Linked DNA regions of Bicyclus anynana: region 1 is linked to region 2. The links are chromatin contacts, called in public Hi-C maps. All regions are on one chromosome and are shown on one strand. Each heading gives the region's core, a stretch centred on a gene start, on an enhancer-like site or on the middle of the called end of the contact. The rest is flanking DNA. Distances are from core to core; before and after follow the strand shown. Region 1 overlaps LOC112046873. Region 2 holds the start of LOC112046876 (serrate RNA effector molecule homolog).

Region 1 (3,818 bases), core at 1,126-3,625, 58 kb before region 2:
TAAATGTGTTTTTTCTTATAGGCTGCCTCATTGGATTTACGCAAGCAACTATCCTGTGTCCGATGTCAGCAACCTGCCAAAGTTACAGAAGAAACTACAGGGGAGGAATGGGTGGAATGCACTAGTACCATTTGCTCCTACCAGTTTTGCAGGTTTTGTAAGTGTGATAGACATCCAGGTAAGAATTGCTTCAAATATGACCTCGACGGCCCTAGTCCTTCAAAGAGGAAGAAAAATGTGTGTGCTGTAGGAACCAAGAAGAGCAGAAAAAACTTAAGGAGACTCCTATGACTTTAATATTGTAGAAATGTAAAGATACCAGTGATTTATAATGAAAGGTTTTGTTTGCATTCCATACCCAAAGATATGATGATTTAAAAAATCATTTGTAAGAGATTAGTTTGAAGTAATTTTCGATTAATACAATTGGGGATCCCCCATGTCTGATATTGTGCCATTTTTTTTATTAAAAATAATTTTATAGTATGACAGAATTAACAACTTTAGTCCTGCTAGTTTACCTAATTACAAATTTTACTATGATTTCTAAAGGTAACAACTTTGTTTATTATCTTATAGTTGAAGTACATTATTTATTGATTACTTGATTGGTTGAGATTAATTTGTATAATAATTAAATATTGCTTAATTTAGAATATCTTCATTTTAATTCTTTAGTAACTGGATAATAAATGCATACTGCCTGTAGTTTCTTGTAAGTAGCAGGCTTGATGTATAATTGATTTGATTGTATGATGTAATTTCACTTATATTGATCTATTAACAAATGCTTTTTGATATGATTGAATGGTGTATGAAAATACATTCATTTGCCAGCAGTTACATTACAGATATATAAATGAAAGTTATCTTTTGATTTATTTAAAACAAAGTTGTAAATCAAATAAATTACCTTTAGAATTTTATTGCGTTTATTAAAAAAAAATCATGAAGGATTCGAAGGATGGATACCCAAAACGTAGGATATTGTAATAGACTGATTTTTTATTGCCATAAACAATAACATTAGGTGGGCAGGTTTTTGTGTTTTATATAATAAGTATCTAGTTTGGCTCAAAATTTAATGGGTTTAATATTTTAATTGTAACTAGTTATTATATAAAAATTTGAAATGTTTTGCCATAAAATTGAATTAACAATAATCTTTAAAATAAGTACAAAGAACAGCAACTGTGATATTACAGGTAATATTTCATCTGTTTTAACACTTCAATGCACACTTGACATTTTTGCACTGTACATACTTGTAATGGTCAACAATGTCTTACCTCACTCATTTAGTAATACATATTTTAAACTTTAGCCACTGATTAGGGTTATTAAAATTTACATCATAGTAGTGTGACATCACTGTAATGTATTTATTCTAAGTCCATAGTTAAGATATTTTAAGATTTATTGTGAATTTTTTATTTTAACAGTTTGAAAATTCTCTTTACAATTAATCACATTGATCACACAATATTAATTTATGTATGTATTCTTTTAATCTGAGATATATTGTTATATCTTATTTAATTTATTCATTTTATTTAATTTTGAATGTTGGTTATAACATTTAAAATTATATAAAATTAATTATAGTTAAATTTGATTTTAATATGTAGTGTCCAAATTCGTGTCAATAGTAAATTCTTTGTCTAATTCTCAATATTGAAATATGTTTTAATAATATTTGAGGAGAAACTGTTAATTTATCTTTTTATCTGTGTAGTATATATTTTTTAAATAATTTCTCAAATATTAGAAAAGATGATCTTACAATATGAATGAACATATTATAACTGTAATTATACTTTTAATGAGAATTTTCGTTGCATCAAGACATTGAAATATAATACTCTCACTATTTTCTAGTCTCCAATATTAAGATCCTTTTTCATTCTACTCTGGCGAAGGTAATGGTTATTAAAATGATTTACATTGATCATCGAAATTCATCTTAAAATTTGCGTAAATCTTCGATAAAGAAATAGCCATGGTTGGCTACCTACATACTATTTCAAACGATCTATTTAACCGTCTCCCGCGAATAATTGACGATTTGTTAATTATTCAAATGATCTGTCAATTTAATTTATTCGCACACGTATAAACTGAACACTTACATTTATCCATGTACACCTAAAGCTATAGGAACAGTAGTATATAAAATTGGCAAAAAAGAAACTGGTACCCAAGAAGTATCATCTACTTTAATTTTAAAACCTGTTTTGTAACGGCAATACTTGCGAGTCAATATCCTGATCAATTAGGGAATGTAGGTTGAATAACTTTGGTAGATATTTGAAGGGTTAAGAACAGTGATACGTGCGGTTTACTTAAAAACTTGTATCCATTAATTTCTTACACATGTAATCTTGTTGTTTGAAACCTGTTCTTAAAACGGCAATACTTGACCAAGCAGCGGGAATACTGTACAAGAAGTGTGGAAAAAGTGACTTTCGCATTACCATTTCAGTGTCAGCAGTTATAGTTAGTAAACTTATTGGTATTTAGCTCTCATTCGCACGAGAGTTTTTTTAACGGACGTTAAAAGTGCGTTCAAATATAGTATAAATTTAAATGAAGGTCTATTTCCGACGCCCAAAATTGATAATGCAACACTGCTCGAAAAAAAGGACCGTGCTTTAAAAACGCTGTCGTGTGAACATATACTTACTTGGGAACGCATTTGTTGTATTTGAACGCTTTTTTAATGTTCGTTAAAAAATCTCTCGTGCGAATGCTTACGTTTTAAGTAATTCTCATATTTTGTGAAACAAAAAACGAATTCAGTATAATGAATACTGGTTTGTTTGTTTAGTTTTGAAACTCACAATCCGCATTCCGCATACATTAATACATCACTTTCGTTATTATATAAATTTTTCAAGACTTGAAATGACTTTGAAAATAACTCTCACAGTAAAAAAAAATACTTAATCACTTCAACACACTCGTAATCTTTATCATAGTTAATTTCATCAGTACCTTTAAATAAGGCCTTGTTTGGGACCAATACTCTTGTGTTTGTTGTATATTTTAAAAATGTAAATAATATTTAGCAATTCTTCTACTCTTTAATCTGAAAAGACAAGTCATTTTAGTTAACTTTTTTGTAATTTTTAATTTAAATAAGTTTTAGTTTTTATTCGATTTTGCATCGTTTTACTCAAATTCAGTTTAACAATGAAATGATTTCAAGAAAGTGTTATTTTTAAGAATTTTAAGGTTTATGAGGCAATTTTTATATCTTGGATTATAAAATACCCAAAGTACCTATGTAATGGGACTATACAATACAAAACACGTTATCTTGTTCCGGCTGCATATCAATTAAGTTTTGCATAAAACTTATAATTAGACATCGCGGTTAATTCTATTTTTATACATTATTGCATATTTTAGTACTTTTTCATTGATAGTGCTTAAATCAGTAGTATGTCGTCGAAGTGATTTCTTCTACAAATGCTAGTACAAGCTGTATTGTTTTATGCTGATAATTTTAAAGTCATAAAACAAGTAAGAACCTATACTACAGCCATACTGGATGTGTACTGTTTACCAACAAACAAATTAAAAATGAGAGCATAAATCGCTAGTCATTTCACACCTAATATATATTATATTACCTTGTTTTTAAATTAATTAAAATAAATTCGTTTAATATGCTTAGTACAAATAGATATAGTTAACGTATTTTGAAGAACGTTTTACAAACAAACAATTTAATATATTATTTATACAGTAATTGGTCGCTAACTATGGCTCTCATAAGAAGGCTCAGAGTCACACAGCGGGCGATGGAACGAGCT
Region 2 (3,335 bases), core at 129-2,628:
ACGGTTTTATTTCTTCTGCTTTCTTCATAGTGTTTTTGGTGTGATTTTGGTGACTGTTATAAATCGTTTTGACCTGTGCTTTACTTTGGATTCCGAGAACTCTGTTATATATGTCTTGTCTTGAGATTTAATAGAGTTCTTTTTTATTTTTTCGTGCAGATTTTTTACATTTGATTGGTGTAAGTCAACAAATATATTGTTAAGCGGTACTACTAGAGGTTTTGACGAAGATGACTCTATTCAAAGAGACGGAGTTGTTTATGTTCACAAAAGGAGAAACAATAAATAAGTATATGTATCCCATTTGTGTTTTTATTATTTGTATCCGAATTCCTAAATAAAATAATAGAATTAAAGAACAGTTAATACTAGTAGGTAAACATTATGTTTATGTATCTATGGATATAGGTATATATACGTAATTCGACGCTCATTTTATACTTATGGGTATATATTATAATTGGTGTAGTTCTCTATCTGCTCACATGATGGCGCTAGGCGGAGATGGCATCTGAGGACTCTATACCAAGGAACATATTTACTCAGGAGCTCTATACCCTATATTCAATGTACTCTATGTGCAGTGTTGCCAGAAGGTTACTTTTGTAACCTTTTAGGTGATTTTTTGACTGCATTGGTTACTTTTAGGTTACATTAATAAAAAGGTTACTTTTACGTGATATTTCGGAATTTTTAGAAATAACTTACAATTTCGTGTACCTAAAATAAAACGGTCGTTAAATCAAAAAATGCGGACAAGTGCTCAAGAACTCATTGATGTTTCTGTGTCAATTCAACTAACATTCTATTAACTTTTAATACCTTTCCAGTAAAAAATATGAATAGATTGTTAAACAAGGGGCTGAACAGACCCATTGTATAACAGGTGTTTCCTTTTTGTTCAATCTTCAAAATAAGGTCACAATTCTCACTATAAATGGAGATGTCACAATTGACGTTGTGAAATAAGTAAGTTGCAGTAACATTGAATTTCTTAAAAAAGTCAAGTATGAATTATTATTCACGTCAATTGTTTTTTAAATTCTTGCTCTTTAATTTTATTTTTCTTATTCCATGAGGAAAAGGCAAACAATCAGGGCCTTACATAAGATGATTCTATTTAGGAGTAGAGTAGTAGAGTAACATCTTCTTCGGTATAATGTAATTTAGTACTTGTGTAGCGGCAAACTTGGCTAGTATTCGTAACAGACAGATATTGAAAAAAAATACTTTAGGCCCTAGAGGCTGAAATGGTGGTTTAGCCATGGTGTGGAACGCAAAAAGCAAGAGTAGTTAGCGAAAAGGTTACTTTTTAGACAAAAAGGTTACTTTTTTTAATATTTCGGGTAACTTCTCACAAGACCCATTTGGCAACACTGTCTATGTGTGTGGCGCTGCGTGTCGACTGTCGAATGTCGAGTCGATTGTGATTTGCATTACCTACTGTTTTTTTATAAAGCGCTAATCTAATTGATTTCGTTTCTTTAATTAAGTATATACGTATATAAATATCTTACGACACATCATAATATTATATCAAATTTGGTTTTAAAACTTGAGCTGACACAATGGCAGATAGTGATGACGAGTATGATCGTAAAAGACGCGACAAGTTTCGTGGAGAAAGAGGTGCTGCTGAGGGAAGCAGCTACAGAAGTAGTGATAGAAGAGAAGAAAGAAGCCGCGGCCGGGAGGAATGGTCTGACAGGTATTATTAGAACTCATATCTAAGTTGTGTCAGAAATTGGCGCGCCATGAAATAAACTCCTAGATTTTTCCTAAAATCATACTGCATACATACCTATCTGATGATGTTGGGTTAGCTTAAAACATAAACTAACTGGATGCACATAACTTTCATCATATTATGAGATTTTGTTCATATTAATATAAAGCCATATCATCCCATTTTGTTTAATCAAATACTGGGGATTTAGCAGGTTTATTTTATTTGCTTAGTGACAACTCATAGTAATTGGACATATTGTATGGATTAAAATTTTAATTTATTGAATTATTTTGATTTTGGCTATATATTTTATACTTATTGCAAATGTATGCAACTACTTAACATGATCATTGGTTCTTGTATAAATTTCTTATTCACAGTTTTGACACGCTGAATGCTAATATTATGTAATATATTTTATATTATGTTATACTAAATAATACAACATCCTATTTCAGATCCCACTCCCAAAATGTCCCAGCTTCCAAATACCCTTCCCATGTTCCTAAAGCCACCAAGAGAAGTTCAGTGGCATTAGTTGTAAGGTAACAATATTTTTAATATTGAAAAGATGCAGGTAAAGGAGCAATAAATAACCAATTTATTTTGCAACAGGCTTTCTTGCATTTGGACACAATAAAGTCAACATTTCCAAAATGCTCAGGTTATGGAGTGAAATATCTTAAGGGAAAACTTGTCAGATCTAAGAGATCAATAGTTTGATTTTTCCAAGAAAATAGCAAAATAAGTGTTATTCAATGCCATTATATTATCGTCATCAACCCATATTCGGCTCACTGCTGAGCTCGAGTCTCCTCTCAGAATGAGAGGGGTTAGGCCAATAGTCCACCACGCTGGCCCAATGCGGATTGGCAGACTTCACACACGCAGAGAAGTAATGTAATTCTCTGGTATGCAGGTTTCCTCACGATGTTTTCCTTCACCGATTGAGACACGTGATATTAAATTTCTTAAAATGCACACAACTGAAATGTTGGAGGTGCATGCCCTGAACCGGATTCGAACCCACACCCTCCGGAATCGGAGGCAGAGGTCATATCCACCGGGCTATTATATTGTATAGCACTAATAATAATATGTCTCACTAAATTGTGGCCAGATGATACCTACTTTTTTTAAAATCCTACCATTATTTTAATCTGCAACATTTTGTAAACATGAATTACTCTGCCTTATAAGTATCTGTCTGTCCAAAATAATATAGTAATAAATACTCATTCCTGGAGGGACACTACATCAATGGATTTGTAGAGCCCAAAACTACATACTAAGCAGTTATTTGATCGGATTATGATCCAGAGAACTCTGATAGACAAAGGAATGAAGAAAAAATGAATTAAATGTAAAGCAGACAATGTTGTGTTTTTTAGATCTCGCGGAGGTCGTTCTGGTCCTGACTATAGGGATTATCGTGGTGGGGCGAGTGTTAGTAGAGGATTTTCCCCAGTTAGAGGTGAGGGGCCACCTAGCAAGCGCATTCGACCAGAGTGGCCCAGTGAAGACAGGAGGTATGGTGGAATGCCACATGATTCATATGGATCTTATGGCTGGGCTCATGATCACTTTGGACCTCATCCGGCTCATC

The links. A called contact is a pair of places that touch in the nucleus more often than the background predicts.
Region 1: a contact with region 2 is called in a Hi-C map of whole larva, with 3 times the contacts expected there. The contact joins the enhancer-like site here to the promoter of LOC112046876 in region 2. A contact is called at or near these places in 2 of 2 Hi-C or Micro-C datasets (whole body and whole larva).

The regions. Positions count from the first base shown.
Region 1 is chr1:9,832,293-9,836,110 of ilBicAnyn1.1, reverse strand. It overlaps LOC112046873, which reads left to right. Exons shown (of 2, transcript XM_024083698.2): 2 at 22-3,818. The coding sequence ends at 291. Among protein-coding and RNA genes, the nearest start is that of LOC112046873, 4.0 kb to the left of the region's middle. Within about 2 kb of position 2,375, at least 6 of the 8 cell types and tissues checked have open chromatin away from gene starts, as enhancers often do.
Region 2 is chr1:9,773,686-9,777,020 of ilBicAnyn1.1, reverse strand. It overlaps LOC112046876 (serrate RNA effector molecule homolog), which reads left to right and starts at 1,378. Exons shown (of 16, transcript XM_052884405.1): 1 at 1,378-1,708; 2 at 3,121-3,335. The coding sequence starts at 1,569.